Regions from separate parts of the Mus musculus genome. Here all the other regions are linked to region 1. Evidence: chromatin contacts called from public promoter capture Hi-C data. All regions are on one chromosome and are shown on one strand. Each heading gives the region's core, a stretch centred on a gene start, on an enhancer-like site or on the middle of the called end of the contact. The rest is flanking DNA. Distances are from core to core; before and after follow the strand shown.

What was found. Promoter capture Hi-C pulls out the DNA fragments that hold promoters and counts their contacts.
Region 2: a promoter capture Hi-C map of liver shows a contact between it and region 1, with 2.8 times the contacts expected there. The contact joins the promoter of Brsk1 here to the promoter of Leng1 in region 1. A contact is called at or near these places in 7 of 39 promoter capture datasets (cranial neural crest, frontonasal cranial neural crest, hematopoietic stem and progenitor cells and 3 more), 2 of 115 datasets of contacts at active chromatin or transcription factors (extraembryonic endoderm stem cells and stem cell-derived neural progenitor cells) and 1 of 9 other capture datasets (adipose tissue).
Region 3: a contact with region 1 is called in a promoter capture Hi-C map of pre-B cells, with 6 times the contacts expected there. The contact joins the promoter of Isoc2b here to the promoter of Leng1 in region 1. A contact is called at or near these places in 8 of 39 promoter capture datasets (the C10 cell line, cranial neural crest, fetal liver and 5 more), 1 of 115 datasets of contacts at active chromatin or transcription factors (embryonic stem cells) and 1 of 9 other capture datasets (adipose tissue).

The regions. Positions count from the first base shown.
Region 1 is chr7:3,663,913-3,667,384 of GRCm38.p6, forward strand. It overlaps Leng1 (leukocyte receptor cluster (LRC) member 1), which reads right to left and starts at 1,928. Exons shown (of 4, transcript NM_027203.3): 1 at 1,404-1,928. The coding sequence starts at 1,535. It overlaps Tmc4 (transmembrane channel-like gene family 4), which reads right to left. Exons shown (of 15, transcript NM_181820.2): 12 at 3,136-3,266; 13 at 2,907-3,062; 14 at 2,190-2,268; 15 at 1,842-2,096. The coding sequence ends at 2,028.
Region 2 is chr7:4,689,575-4,692,823 of GRCm38.p6, forward strand. Brsk1 (BR serine/threonine kinase 1) reads left to right here and starts at 1,354. Exons shown (of 19, transcript NM_001003920.3): 1 at 1,354-1,641; 2 at 3,080-3,174. The coding sequence starts at 1,506.
Region 3 is chr7:4,864,275-4,867,793 of GRCm38.p6, forward strand. It overlaps Isoc2b (isochorismatase domain containing 2b), which reads right to left and starts at 1,905. Exons shown (of 6, transcript NM_026158.2): 1 at 1,787-1,905.

The DNA of each region.
Region 1 (3,472 bases), core at 678-3,177:
AAGAATGGTCCATGGGCAGGGAGGGCAGTGGTAGCACACACCTTTGAACCTAGCATTCAGGAGACAGAGGCACATGGATCTCTGAATTCAAGGCCAGCATGGTCTACAGAGTGAGTTAGTTCCAGGACTACACAGAAAAATCCTGTCTTGAAAAGAGGGGGTGGGGGTGGGGCAAATATTGAGAGCAAGAAGAGATACCATTTCTAACTTGGAGTGGAGAATCGATGTTTTTAGACAGTAAACTGGGCTATCAGAGATAGTTCAGAGAAGATCCCTGACCTAAAACAGAAGGCTTCCCAGTCTCAAGTGATGCAAGGAAAACCCACTCAGGTATAGGTATAGGTGGCTTGTTCAGCCATAGAGCCCCTGCCTTGTGTGTAGTTCCAAATTCAGTCCCCAACACAAGTATGTATATACTCCCAAACTTGTAAGGTAATCAAATATTGCTTTCTGGACAAAGGATCTAAATCCAAGGTATGGCTCCAGGTCACCACTCCAAGTACAACCTGACCCCAGATAGGGATGGTCTCTGATTCACAATTCTCCCCTTTCTGCAGCCTTAGTATCTGGGATTAATTACAAGCGTCACCTTTTTGTTTGTTTGTTTTGTTTTGTTTTGTTTTTTAAGACAGGGTTTTTCTGTGTAGCCCTGGCTGTCCTGGAACTCACTTTGTAGACCAGGCTGGCCTCAGAAATCCACCTGCCTCTGCCTCCCAGGTGCTGGGATCAAAGGCGTGCGCCACCGCCACTACCCGGCTTTTTTTTTTTTTTTTAAGCCCACACTAATTCATGATCAGATTGGCCAAGGGACTTAAGTGTAAACCAAACTAATCGAGTAACTTAGAGTCTGTGATGTGTGTGTGGTCTTCAATACTAGCGTTCAAGTGGAACAGGCAAGCTGAGTTCAAGACCAGCCTGGTCTACGTAGCCAGTTCCATAACAGCCACGGCTACACAGACCCTGTTCCAAATAAAACCTCCAGATGCTCTTTTCTTGGCAAGCAATGAGGGAGGGAGAAAAGACATGCCCAACGAAGTGGACCCCGGCTTGTCCGCCCTTTGCCCTCCTTGCTGAAGCCGTTGTACTCAGAGCAAGGTGACCGCACCCCTCCAAGTTGTTCTAAGAGGGAATTTCTCAAAGCAAGCGCTCAGAAGGAAGGGAGCATACACAGAGTGGGTGATCAGTAATTAACTTGTGCGGGCAACCTATAAAGTAATCAGAATATTTGTCCAACTCTTCCAGTATGCTAGTCTCTGGTCCCTCAACACCAGTGGGGAAATCTAGGAAGGTTTCTTGGAAGTTAGCACAGGATTTTCAGAGAAACATCGTCGAACACACAGACCCGCTCCCGGCACCGAGTGATAGCTAGGCCCGCCGCGCTTCTGGGCGGTCCCCAGGCTTACCTCTTGCTGGGCGAGCAGCACCCTCCGCTCCCGCTCCTTCTCCTCCTCCCGGGCCTGGGCCTCGTCGCGCCGCACGCGGGCAACATTGTCCTTGTTCCGGACGTGCCAGCTCTTCTTCGGCAAGATATTCATGGCTCCAGTGCCGACCTCGGACTGTCAGGCCCACTCTTCAGCACTTCCGATTGGCTCGAGGATGCTCCCGCCCCATGGTTCCACCCTTGCTCGTGCATTGGTTCTGGGCCAATTGTCACGTCCCATCCTAGCCTTGTTTAGAGATTATTGGCTGAGAGCCTTCCATCTCAGCCAATCCTAAGCATTTGTAACCTGAGTTGCTCCACCCCCGGACGCTGCTTGATGAGGCTGTTGCCTGTCTATTCCTTTAAGCAGACATAACCTAGCTCTTCAGGCCGATTTGGACCTGGCCCCTCCCCAAACCCCGTCCGAGGCTTCAGAACGGGGTTTCAAAACGCAAAGCGGCCTTGACTGTTGTTTATTAATACGGTTCAATTGAGAGTGTAGCATTCGGGTGGCAGAGGGCGGGGAATTTGGTTCCAGAGATGAAAGAGTCCCATCACTTGATATGAAGTCACTGAAGCTGAGGGGCTGAAGGTTCAGCCAGACTTATCAGGAAGTTCCATTCCTTGAGCTCAGAGCCACAGCTCGCTGGGCCAGGAAGACTTTATTCTGCACTTCCTGCGGGCAAAAAGGAGCGAAAGTGAAGCACACCTTTTCATTCTTCTTTCATAGTCTCATAGAGCCCTTTCCGGGGAAATCAGCCTGGCTCACCGTCTCTATCTGGCGTTTGAGCTCAGAGATGAGGCGTCCGTAACAGTTAGCCAGGGCTACGGTATACATCATCAGGATGCTATGGAAGACAGGAATGAAAATCACTCTAGAAAAACAATCATCTTCATCATATGGCTCCTTAGAAACCAGGCTGGAGAGATGGCTCGTAACCGGAGCACTGGCTGCACTTCCAAAGGACCGGGGTTCAATTCCCAGCCCCACATGGCAGCTTACAATTGTAACTCAAGTTCGTTACTTCACACAGACAGTCACACTGTCCAAATACCAACACACATAAAAATTAAATGAATAAGTAAATTAAAGAAACCAATATCAGGATCCTCAAATCCCTTAAAACCCTTTTTGAGACTCTGAACACAAGTCTTTATCCTCTCTCTTTAGACCCAAAAGTTCAGACCCTTTAACCAGAGGTTAAACTAGAGGTTCAGGCTCCATACCTCCTCCCCCTTCATCAAATCGATAAATCCACACCCTAGCCCTCCTTTCCTCAGACCAGGAATCCAAACCCAGATGTCTTTTCTTAGACCCTAAGCATTCACACTCCGACTCTCCTGCTCTTGATTTATAGGCATCCCGGCCAGCCCCACGTCTCTGTTGTATATAGGCACCCAGCCCACCTCTCTAGCACTCAGGTGCCCAGAAACTCCTTTCTCTTTCAAACACTAAATTACACACATTCAAAGTCTGACTGCTCACCTAGAGAGGATCAGAAGAGGTACAGTAAAAGCTTGGGTTCCCAGAAAGTAGAGAAAATTCTGGGCAGTCTGAGGGAGGCTCTCAATGGCCTCAGGGATCTGGGCCCAAATGGACAGCTTCCCGCGGAACGGGCCACACAGTTTCGAAGGTGGGATCCTGTAGGGGGAGACACACTGGATTCAGTCAAGTCGAGCTAGAGTGAGAACAAACAGAAGTCTCTCGTACTTACAGGAAGATACTGTAAAGCACGGGAACTGCAGAGATCGCCAGACCCACAAGGAGAACCAGGGGGAAAAAGAAGTTTGCCGTGGATGCTCGGAAGGTGCGGGAAGCCGGTGAGTAGATGGAGAAGAGGGTTATCTGGTAGGGAGAGGCGAGGAAATGGAGGTGTAAGACTCAAGAGTCAATCCTTTGCTTTTCCCTGTTTCTTATCTTGGAGCTTTGGCCTCCTTTGGGGGCTGGGACCAGATCTCTGAGCCAATAGGACTCTGACTTCCAGCTCCCTCCTCCCATCCTCAGGGCATAGTAATCAGGGCCCTGATAACCGTCCTCCTTTCTCTAGCCCA
Region 2 (3,249 bases), core at 104-2,603, 1.0 Mb after region 1:
TTGGAAGAAATATGCATATGGATAACTGTCTGTGCATATGTGTACCACGTGTACTTTGATCCCCGGAAACCAGATGGAGTTACATACAGCCATGAACTACTGTATAGATGCTGAGAATGCAAATCCCCAGTCCCTGGGAAGCAGCCTACTCTTCCTAACTGCTGAATCATCTCTCCAGGACTGTAATTTCACACTTGAGAGACAGAAGCAGGAGGATCAGAAGTTCAAGGTCATCTTCAGCCACATAGTTTGAGGTCAGCTGGACTTTGTCTTAAAAAAAAAAAAAAACAAGAGCAGAACGTGGAGCCCTGATAACGGTGGGAACATAGAATTAGCCCAAGGAGTACACAGTGTTGACCTTAGAGGACATAGAGAAATAGATCACACTTAGGTCTCCAACTCCCCAAAGTCCTTCCCTTTTCTATCTTTGTCTCTTTTATCCTCTGCCACCACCACCACCCACACACACACTCCACAGTCTGTTCCCATCTAAGCCCAGCATCATTCCCTCCTGTGAATATATGGACCCTTGACAGTCCTTATTTCTCTTTGTCCCCCTCGCTCTACATCTTCCTTTGCATTTCTATCTCCTCATCCCTGTCTGTTGTTTGTCTCCTATCCCTGTCTGCCCCTTTCAGCTCTTTTTTGAGGGGGTGGGTTGAGGGGGCGTTCTCACGTAGTCTAGGCTGTCCTCAAACACACTTTATAGCTATAATGGCCTTGAACTCTTAATTCTCCCCGCTCCGTTATTACCTCCTTCACTCCTCCACCCTGTCTCTGATATTCTGCATCTTCCCATCTACTAATGTATGTCAGACTTCTCTTTGTGTCTTCATCTCTGCTTGTCTAATACTGGTTCTGTATCTCTCTCCATCCTTCCCTCCATCCTTTCAGGCATCCCTCTCTCCTGCAGCATCCTTCTCCTCCAGCATCCCTCCACCCATCCATACATCCCAGCATCTTCCCACCTCCTCCCCGTCCGTCCAGCTTCCAGGCCCGCCCCCTGCCACTCCCCCTCCCCCTCCGAAAGGGTTAACTGTGGGGAAGGGCCGGGAGTCCCCGGATGGTGATGTCAGCGTGCCGGAGAGAAAGGACGAGGTGGCGGGGGGAGGCGGAGAGGAGGAGGAGGCGGAGGAGAGAGGGCGCGTGGGGGGGCGGGGGGGATCTCGGCCTGCAGCATCCGCCGGCCCCACACTTCAGACCCCCCCTGCAGGGGGAGGCACAGGAAGGGGGGGGCCGGCCAGGGACGGGCTGGGGAGGGGGGGCCGCGCAGCCCCCCCCGCCATGCTGATTCCAGGGGCCTGACCCCCCCGGCAGCCCCCCCTCCCCCAGCTCTGCGGCCCACCGACTGGGGGGGCCAGCCCAGCCCCCTGGGGACCCCCGGAGAAGTGGGGAGCAACCGGGGGGGCCGGGACGGAGGTGTCGCCGGCCCCCACCGGAGGAACGGGGCGACGGGCCGCAGGGGGGGCGGCCGGGGGACCGGTCGGGCCGGGACCAAGGGCACCATGTCGTCCGGGTCCAAGGAAGGTGGCGGGGGCTCCCCCGCCTACCACCTCCCACACCCACACCCACACCCACCCCAGCACGCCCAATATGTGGGCCCCTATCGCCTGGAGAAGACGCTGGGCAAAGGACAGACAGGTGAGAACCTAAGCGGACACCTGGGGCGGGGGCGGGGTGCTGGAAGGGGCAGAGGGCGGGACCATGGATATTTAAAGGGCAGACCCCTGGGTCCCTCGTAGAAAAGGGGCTTGGGTCCTGAGTTCCAAGTGCCCACGGTGTACGGAGTAGAGTCTGACGTTGGGGCCTTGAGATGGCAGGGGTCTGAGACTTGTGGGTTCCAGGGAGAAGTAGGGGTCTGGACTACTGTGGCTCAAATAACCCTATTGGGGCAGATATTGGAGGGGCTTCAGGAAGCTGTGGGGAAGTAGGCCCATTACGGGTGTGGGACCTGGGCTGATTCTGCAAGCTGAGGCAGGCGGGTGCTGCAGTACAGCCGCAGGCAGGGTGGAGGTGCAGGCTGGGTGGAGGTGCATCCATCCCGAGAGAGGCTGCTATCCTGTCCCTCTTATGCTCAAAAGCGGTCACTTGCGCTCCGTGCAGCAAGCTGGAGCCCTAGGGTGTGAGGTCGACTACATTCTCTCCATTCTGCAGTGTGGAAATAGAATGGAGAGGTGGACTGTAGAAAGCTAAGCTCCCAGCCAGAAGTGGCCCTGGAAAGCAGAGTTATCTTTGATTGATGCTAAAGGCTGAGTGTGGCCACAACCATCTTCTTCTAGGCAGGGGATCGAGGTGAACTGAGGGATGACCTCCAGTGTTCTGGGCTGTGGGTTCTGGGTCCCTATGAAGTTGAGTTCCAGGCCTGAGATAGGAAAGGGAGGTCAGACCTTTATATCCTGGTAGTAAGAGTGTGACGTGCTGTTGACCTCAATTCTTGAACTTTGGAAGGAGAAGGGGCCATGTACCTGCACTGCTGGGCCTGAGGGACGAGGGCTGGGGCCAAGACTACTGGGTCTAAGGACGGAGGGGTAAGATCTGGGTTCCTGGGACTGAGAAGAGGCACCTTCCATAGCTGAGCTCTGGATCTGAGGAGTGGTCAGGGAATACGCATGCTTTCTGACCATGACAGCTTTTTTTTTTTTTTTTTTTTTTTTGGTTTTTCGAGACAGGGTTTCTCTGTGTAGCCTTGGCTGTCTTGGAACTCACTTTGTATGGGGAGGCTTGGGAAAGAAGAAAAATTGAGAGTGTGTTTTGTAAGATTATAGGGCTTCTGAAATCTGAAAAGAAAGATGAAGTTGGGCAGACATACCAGAAGGCCAGAGAGTCAGAATAAAAGGCCAGGAGAGGCTGGTGGAGGGGATCGGCAAAGGGCAGACAGTCAGAAGGACTAAAAGTGGGCAACGTGCATAGGAAAGAGTTGTGTTTTGTAGGCATGGCAGCTGTTGGCTACCAGTTCAAATGCAGAAATTCGGGATAGAAGAAATGGGTAACCAAGCTGGGAGTGAGGATGGGGGTGTGTTGACAACTTGAGAGCTAGGGTGAACTCCAGAACACCCCATATTTTAAATCCGATCTCCAGGTCTAGTTAAACTTGGAGTCCACTGCATCACGGGTCAGAAGGTCGCTGTCAAGATCGTGAACAGGGAGAAGCTGTCGGAATCGGTGCTGATGAAGGTGGGTGTTTGTGTGTGTGTGTGTGTGTGTGTGTGTGTGTGTGTGTGTGTGTGTAGCGAGAGTGTCCTTTGGCGC
Region 3 (3,519 bases), core at 655-3,154, 1.2 Mb after region 1:
CCACCTGGTGACCCATAATGCCTTACATAACAGACACTAATAATGTTTAATGACCTATGGCATCATATCCACTCTCAACCACTGTGTAGAGCAGAGAGCTTCTCATGGACTCAAGGCTGGCCAGGGACTCACGTCAACCCTCCTGTGTGAGCTGTTTAAATCCTGGGATTCTAGGTATGGAGTCACTGAGCTGTGATTAGATACATATACTTCTTTCTTCCTCTCCCTCTCTCTCTCTCTCTCAAGTTTTCCACTTTGTGGTTTGGGGTGACCTAGAACTTCTGATCCTCTAGCCTCCACACCCTAGTGCAAGAATTTATCAGCATACAAGTGATTCATGCAGTACTGGAGATCAGATTCAACACCGTTTGCCACAGAATCTTGCTAAATCGCCCAAGGGCACCTGGAATTCAACGAGCAATTCTCCTGCTGAAACTTCCGGAAGGAGTAGCTGGGATTACAAAAACTGCAGCCAGCCAAATTCTCACTGTGGATTCTTTGTAGCCAAAAACAACTGCAAGGGAGGTCTCCAACACAGACATTTAAAAAACAAAACAAAACAAAAACAAAAAAAAACCAAACAAAAACCCACAAACAAACAAACCTGCAAGGGAGGTCTCCAACACAGATAAAAAGTGCGCCAGTGAAATGAAAAGCGCAAGAACGGTATGGCAAACTCCCATCTGTGCTCCCTGAATGGCAAATGTAGATTTTTTTTTCCTTAAAAATTTCTATTTATTTATTTAGTTTCTATATGGGAGAGGGTATCCATGCCATGGGGCATATGTGGAGGTCAGAGACAAGCGAAGGAGTCATTTCTCTCTGGATCCCAAATGTGTGTGTTGATCAGATTTACTTTTAATTTTAAAAAAATATTTATTTATCTATTCCCTGTATATGAGTGCTCTGTCTACATGTATGCCTGCATGCCAGAAGAGGGCAGCAGATCCCATTACAGATGGTTGTGAGCCATTCTGGAAGAGGAGCCACTGCTCGTAACTGCTGAGCCATCTCTCCAGCCCGGACTGGGTTTATTATATGAGTGTTTGACCTGAGACTGCATAGCCACATGCATGTAGTGTCTGTGGAGGCTGGAAGAGGTAGTCGGGTCCCCTGAAACTAGATTTAAAGACGGTTGTAAACCACCGTCTGGGTGCTGAGTACCAAACCCAGGTCCTCTACAAGAGAAACCAGAGTTCTTAGCCACTGAGCCATGTCTACTCGCCCCCCCTTCTCTATTCCCCTCATAGGTTTTTAAGGCTTATGTCCCAAGGGCTGGGTTCTTGGCTTGGGAACCCATTTTTGGGAGGCACAGTGTGAAGGAAATGAGCAAGGGGGCTGGATGGAGTTCAGTGGTAGAGAGCACTTGATTTGCCTGGCTTTCATGACAGCCAGGCTCAGTTCGCCAGATTTGATCGAGATGGACTGGGGACACAGATGGGAGAGGATCCACGATGCTTTAGGGAGAGCGATACAGAGGAGCACGTAATTGTGAGAGAAGCGGGGACCACAACTCCTGGAACCAGGAATTTCAGGCTGTGTGACCCTGGGTGAGTTTCCCTTCCTCTCTGGGTCTCTTTTTTTCTCCAGGGTTAGCTCACTGGCGGGGTTGATGCAAAATTTGTCTCTAGAGAGGGTTGGGGACTCTCCCCGCGGGTCTATCCTGAGACCAAATGGAATGCCATTCCAACCCCCGAACCCGACACCCTGCAAAGCTTCCGTTTCCCGGTCTGAATGACGGGATGGTGGGTTTGCAAACAGCCAGCAAGTAACGAACCGGACTTACTCGAAGGTCCCAGGTTCGAGTTCGGGCCCCTTTTCCAAGAAGTCCCGTGACCTTTTCCCCGCTGGATTCCCACTGACCCCGTACTGGGCCTCCTTTTTGCCCTTTGTAGACACGTAGTCAGAGCCGCGGGTCTACACCCCCGCGCCGAGCCAACCAATCGGCGTTCGCCTCACTCTGTTCTACTCCATCCTGTTAATTCGATTGGTCTGAAGAAACTGGAGCAGGCGGAGAGACAGAGGGTAGGACCAATGAAAATCCACGGAGGGAGGGCCTTGGCTGAGAGCTCGGCTTCTAACCCGGAAGGAGGGTGAAGAACGACCAGAGAGCTAGAGGCTCAATCTTGGCTAGTGTAGGGTTCATGGCACCATCCACTCCATCCGGGGCGACCGGGGAGAGGTGATGCTTTCTGTAACCTAGCTCTAGGAAGGCTGAAGCACGAGTATCGCCAGTTCGAGACTAGCCGGGACTGCGTGGTGAGACCCTGTCAACCAAAACAACAGCCGGGCATGGTGGCGCAAATGTTTAGTTCCAGTAATCATCATAAACCGATGATTTAGTTAATGGTTTAGTTCCAGTACTCAGGAGGCAGAGGCAGGCATAATTCTGACTCTACAACGCGAATTCCAGAATAGCCAGTACAACACGGAAGTAAGTCCTGTCTCGAAAACCCGAAAGTCAAACTAAGAAAACAAAAGAACAAGCCTCGTAAGACATTTTCCCCCACTGCTTGCCAGTTAGCTTTTTCTCCAGGAATTCAGGACTTGTCTCCTTGGGTGGTCTATATAGAAAACTGACTCTGTACTTAGAAGTGGGGGTTAAGAGAGAGAGGATTACTTCATCCAGATATATAAACCTGGTATGGTGGCTCAGGGCCGGTAATCCCAGCGTTCTAGAAGCTGAGGCCTTGAGTTCAATGAATAAGAAAACAAAAGCTGATTACGGTGGCTTAATACCCATGACCCCAAGTACTCAGAAGTGGAGACAGGAGGATTTCTTCACCTTGAAGTTATGAGAAAAGGGCTAGGCATGGTGGCTAACGAGGACTGTAAACCCAGCACTTGGGAGGCTGAGTGTGGGTGAGGATCTTTTGGGGGAGAGATATATATATACACAGAGTTCCAGGTTAGCCTGGGCCACAGAGTGTGACACTGTCGAACAAAGAAAAAGAAATAAGGCTGGAACTGTAGCTCAGGTGGCAGAGTCCTTGCCTGGCATGAATAAAGCCTTCGCTTTAGTGCCCAGCACTGTATGCATGGGGGTGGGGTGAGGGTGGGAGAGATGGGGGATGGGATGGGACTGGGAAGGCAACCGGCAGAGGTTCAAAGTTGGTCTCCCCAGAACAGTGAACTCAAGTGCATCCTGAAACTGAGCCTCAAAAACAAAATGAGCTGAACAAAGATTAAAAACAACAAGCCAGACAGTGGTGGAGGCTCACAGTCGCCTGTAATTCTACTTCCAGGGGCTCAGACACCTTCTTCTGGCCACTTTGGCACTGAATGCATGTGGTAAGCAGACACATGGGCAGACACACACCCAAAATTTTATAAACACACACACACACGAAGAAAAGAACCAGGCATGGTGGTACATACCTTTAATCCAAGCACTCTGAAGGCAGATGCAGGCAGATCTTTGTGAGTTAGGATGTCAGCCTAGTCTACAAAGTGAGTTCCAGGACTCCCCAGAGCTACATAGTGAAACCAAGGGCAGGTGTGTGGGTAGCGGTAGGGGTT